Linked DNA regions of Cricetulus griseus: region 1 is linked to region 2. A link is a contact called in public Hi-C data. All regions are on one chromosome and are shown on one strand. Each heading gives the region's core, a stretch centred on a gene start, on an enhancer-like site or on the middle of the called end of the contact. The rest is flanking DNA. Distances are from core to core; before and after follow the strand shown. Region 1 holds the start of Sh3bgrl (SH3 domain-binding glutamic acid-rich-like protein). Region 2 overlaps Sh3bgrl (SH3 domain-binding glutamic acid-rich-like protein).

Region 1 (2,700 bases), core at 31-2,530, 50 kb after region 2:
CAGTTTACCCAATCCTCCACAGACATGCTAGAAACTCTTATGCTAAGTTAACAATTGGCAAATGGATCAAGGAAGAAAATTCTATCCTATGAAGGGGTAGCAACTCAGGTGCCATATGTCCTTTCTCCAGTCTTAAAGTAGTGGGTTTTAGAAGGAAAACCTTTTGAAGGAAAAGAAAAAGTCAAAATAAGAATCGATATGGGGGAGGGCATGCCCCACACTACATTAAATAAACACACACACACACCAAAAAAGGAGAAGGAGGAGGAGGAGAAGGGGAAGGAGGAGGTGGAGGAGGAGGAGGAGGACGAGGAGGGGGAGGAGGAGGACAAGGACGAGGAGGAGGAGGGGGGAGGGAGGAGAGGGGAGGAGGAGGAGGGGGAGGAGGACGAGGAGGATGAGGAGGAGGAGGAGGAGAAGGAAGAGGAAGAAGAAGAAGAAGAAGAAGAAGAAGAAGAAGAAGAAGAAGAAGAAGAAGAAGAAGAAACAAAAAATCATTTGTATCATTGTTCCTGACTTTCTATTTTCTTTTAATGTTCTATGCCCTGCCTACATGCTCTCAAAATAATTCCAATACAGTAGTTTCACAATAATCTCAGTATCTCAGGAGTCTTCCACTCCCTCCCCAGCAGTACCCCCATCCTTTACAGGAATGCAATGCTTCCCCTGAACTCGGTACTGAGAGCATATTTGTTAATTGCCTTGATAGCCTGAAAGCCACTGGGTTTTTTATTTTATTTTATTTTATTTTACTTGACTTCACCTAACCGTGAAATCTATAAACCAGTTATCTCCTTCCATCTACCTAAACTCGGTAGTTTTCCTTTTCTTTTAGAAATGAAATATGGCACTAATGTCTGAAGGCAAACAAAGCTAACTCCACGAAAAAAGAAATGAAATCGACGCAACAAAGGAAGAAAGGAAAGAGGGGGTGTAGTGGGCGATGCTTGCGTCTTCTAAGGAGAAGCTTCCAGTGTAACTTCTGCAATTTAACGGTTCTGGGGCAGAGAGATCTAGTGTGTTGGAAAACAACAAAGGTGGGCTCCCACTCTCCTTACCGCCGTAGAGCCAGAAGAAGATGCAATATATACACGGATCACCATCCTGGAAACAAGAGCTTGTGGTCGGTCGCTGGAGTGTTGAAAAGGGCTGAGAAACAGCTGCAGCAACGCTGGAACAGAGCAAGGGGCCAAACAGAGGTTGGAAGAGGAGGGTGGGGGAAGGTGGAAGGGGAACTGGCCAGAGCCCCGCCTCCACCAGTGGCTGCTTTCAATGAGCTTCCAGCACTGCAGTCCCAGCCCCAAACCCCGGAAGGCTCAGGCTCATTTGCATCATTTCTAAATTGTTTTTTTAAAACACAGGATCTCGAACAGCACCGCGAGATCTGTTAAAACAATTCTTTTTGACTATTCCCTCTCCTGGAAGGGGGCGAGGGAGAAATAAAAGAAGGAGTAGGGGGGCGGGGATCCCTGAATTGCACTAGGTTAGAATAAAGGACCCTTTCCCATGTACAACAGAAGTTTTGAGTGTTACTTCCTGCTCAGAAATGTATGCAAATAACATAGTTGAAAGCTAGCTTTGTGTTGAATCCAAACACTAGTTTAATTTTTTTAAAACCACGTTATCAAAGCCTTGTGTATTTTAAGACGCCTATAATGAAGTGAGCGATTTTTTTAACCTTAGTTGGTTGCAGGAATTCGGTGTGTTCTGAAATGTTGTGCGATGTGGAGGAGGGCTGGAGAGAAGTTTCAAGTTTCCCTAAACCGGAAAGAGCAGAATAAGTCTTCTTTTTGTCTGGGCTTTTGTTAAAATAGGAAACAATCCTTTAGTGGGAATTTGCAGGAGATATAATCAAGAATTCTAGAATGAAGGAGGAAATTGTAGAGAAAAAAAAATAATAAACAACTCTGGAATGAAGTAGGAAATTGCAGGAAGAAAATCATCAGTAAATACTTAGAACGAACTTTGTGCCCTTCGTGTTTCATACCTGTAATCTCTGCACTTTGGAGGTGAGACATGATTGCCTGGAATTAGAAGCTCGACTATGCTAAAGAGTGAGACTATAAAAAACCAAAAGCAAACAAAAAGACTTTCTACAAATTATCAAGTACAGTAAATTAGAGTAATCTAGCCACCATACTCATTATCAACATCACAGCTACTCTTCATTTTACTACCCAGAGCACTATGCCAAGGAAAATTTTTATAACTATAAATCAAAATCATAATCATGATGTTGAAAAATCTATAGTTTCTTTTACATTATTGCTGTACAACTCTCCTTTTGGAGTTCTATATTAATTGTTTGGACTCTTAAAATAATGGAAAAAAGGAACAGAAAGAACAAAATATTTCTATCTAGCATATAAACTATTGAATGTAAATAATTATTCCTAGAAAACTGAATAGTGGCATTAGCAGATAATCTGGTAGGCCTTGTCGATACCTTAGAGAAATGGAGCCCCAAGGTTGGATCTCTAGTACTACACACACACACACACACACACACACAGAGAGAGAGAGAGAGAGAGAGAGAGAGAGAGAGAGAGAGAGAGAGAGAGAGAGGGAGAGAGAGAGACAGAGAGAGACAGAGAGACAGAGAGAGAAACACATACAGAAACACACACATGCACTTGTGTAATAGATGTTATATTTGCCTTAGTGAAAATGAGCCAATAAATTGTTTTATAAATAAAATCT
Region 2 (2,700 bases), core at 136-2,635:
ATTTTTTGGCCTCTGTTGGTTACATATACCACTGCCAGCACTGGCATCACCACCACCACATGGCTTACTGGAGTTGATTTAGAGTAATTTCTTTACTTTTGTCTTACCAACCTATGTATTATACCTCAACTTGTTCCTCAAACCAACACCAACTCCAAACATGGACACCTCTTTTAGAAAGCCACTACTAGTTCTCAAAATGATACTGTTTTCAGCCCTTTAAGACATGGCCTAGTTTTCTCAAGTCCTCTCTCTCTCTCTCTCTCTCTCTCTCTCTCTCTCTCTCTCTTTCTCTCCCTCCCTCCCTCCGTGTGTGTGTGTGTGTGTGTGTGTGTGTGTGTGTGTGTCTGTGTGTGTGTGTGTTGTGTGTGTGTGTACATGTACATGCACATGCGTGTGTGACTAATTTAGCTAATTGATTTTTTTTCACGGTGTACCTGATGTTCAAAACACAAAAGGACAAAAAGGTGAATCACATTCACATGGATCCCAATCTAATAAGTCTACACCACTCATAAATACAATTTTGAATATGGCTTTCCAAGATTTCAGAAGCAGATGGCCTTCATATTGCACAGTAAGAGACAATAGAATGTTTACAGGACACTCAGCATTGCTCTTCCTGTTACTGCTCTCAGCAATGTCCATTCCCTCCACCTAATACTGAATGAAAGTCTTGCTCAATTTCTTTGCTCCAATTCCAAAGCAGCCTTCTGGATCATTTCTCCTACACCCAGCACATGTGCTCTTTCATGGGGCCCAAGACACAGGACATTGTCCGCATGGGGCACAAAGAAGTCCATACAGAATGATTATAAAGACTGTGCCCTTGACGTGACTGTTAATGTTCTCAATCAGATACATAAATAAGAGGCAATTAATACTGGCCAAGTGACTACTTGATAGAAACCCAGACCACAAAGAATGTGGAGACAGCCAGAAGCTACGTCAAGACCAAACACAGATGATGAGAAGTAAAGAAATATAAAGCCAGAAAACTGTACCCCATCACTAAGGCAGTCAGTGAAAATCCTTCAGTGGGCTAAAGACAAGTGATGGGACGATGCCCAACTACTTAACTAAATACATACAATTAGTATGCTTTATATTATAATGCTGGAAAAGTGAAGACAGGTAGGCAGGAGCAGAGTAGGCTGTGCCATAAGAGAAGGACAGAGGCCACATGTCAGGTAATAAATGGCTAAATGAATATTTGAGCCGAGTAACGTGTTTTTATTGTACTAACATATTTTCATGGCTTAATGTGACCAGGAATCATGAAGATAGCTAGAAAGCTCCATTTTAATGTCTTCTAGGTGGTAACAGACAGGGAATGAGTCACACGTAGGAAACAGTGACTACTGCATCCCATTGCTCACTTGAGACATTGCTTTTCTCCTCGTTTCTTACTAACTTTGTCAACAAAGGCAAGGTTCAGTGACAAGTCTTTAGACATACTCAGCTACCTACAAAGCACAAGTATTAAAAGACACCTTTTAATTTTTGTGCCTCCTAAGTGCTGATTTCTGATAACAAAACACTCTCAAAACGTTGTCAGCATGCACTTGCTTTCTGAGAATGTTCAGTCTGTGCCCCAAATTACAAGAACTTAAACTCTCAAACATATAAGTTCATTTTCTGTGCTGAAGTTAAGCAGTATCACCACTATAATGATGCTAGTCTTGCATTTATCGAGTGGCTACTATATACTATGCACAGTGTGTGACGTATAACATTACCTTTTAGTCTTTAAAAGAGTTTGGTAATGTTGGCATTAGTACCTTCTTTTGATAAACAAATTGTATCTAAGCCAGGCATGGCAGTACATGCCTGTAATCCTGACACTCAGGAGAAAGAAGCTTTGGAGTTCAAGGGCAGCCTGAGAGCTATGTCAGTTTGAGGCTTGTGTGGACTATATAAAATCCTGTCTAAGGAGACAGGCAGTCTCTATGATGAAAAAAAAAATGAACTACCAGTAAAGAGTAGTTTGAACTACCAAATAAGACTTGACTGCATGTAGCCAAAGACTATGCTCTGTATTGCTCAATTCTGTGGTGTGTGGAAATCTAAACCTCTCATGACTACTTATCAGCTAACAAATATAAGCAATAACTACTGGAGTGAATTTAAGGTACACCCATCCAACCGTTGCCATCCACTCACTTCTGCTCTTTTCAGAAGTACTAGGAAACAGAACCCGTCTAGAGGTTCATCAATATATGATATAAAAAACTACAGTACATACATATAACAGAATTATTCATCTATGAGGAAAAACAAATGACACTCTCCGAAAAATGGATGGAACTAGAAATCATTATGCTAAGCAAAATACAAAAACCAGAAAGGTAAATGCTGCATGTTTTCTCCCATGTATGAAGTTTAAATTTAAATGTGTGTATATGTGCATGTGTGGATCATATTACTAGTGTGGGAACCATGAAAAAGGAAGACGAGATATTAAAAGAAAGACAAAGAGTGGGGGAAGAATGAGAAAACATGTGGCACAAGAGCTCAGGACTTTGTGGGACACAGAAAGACACTGTCAAGAAGACTACAGGCAAGGTGAAGAGGAAGAGAAATGAGAAACATAGTCACCAATTATGCATGAAAGCATAATGAAGCCAATTATACTATATACTAACTTAAAAGATTAATGAAAATTTTTTAGATAAAAATATCTGAAAGGCAACAAAAAGG

Evidence for each region. Hi-C and Micro-C count contacts between places; a contact is called where the count stands out from the background.
Region 1: a Hi-C map of liver shows a contact between it and region 2, with 1.8 times the contacts expected there. The contact joins the promoter of Sh3bgrl here to the enhancer-like site in region 2. A contact is called at or near these places in 2 of 8 Hi-C or Micro-C datasets (the CHO-K1 cell line and liver).

Annotation. Positions count from the first base shown.
Region 1 is chrX:62,223,548-62,226,247 of CriGri-PICRH-1.0, forward strand. It overlaps Sh3bgrl (SH3 domain-binding glutamic acid-rich-like protein), which reads right to left and starts at 1,281. Exons shown (of 4, transcript XM_027432832.2): 1 at 1,059-1,281. The coding sequence starts at 1,103.
Region 2 is chrX:62,173,821-62,176,520 of CriGri-PICRH-1.0, forward strand. The region is part of intron 1 of Sh3bgrl (SH3 domain-binding glutamic acid-rich-like protein); the gene reads right to left. Among named protein-coding and RNA genes, the nearest start is that of Sh3bgrl, 50 kb to the right of the region's middle. Within about 2 kb of position 1,386, at least 1 of the 6 cell types and tissues checked has open chromatin away from gene starts, as enhancers often do. A contact at or near this core is called in the CHO-K1 cell line, where this site is marked.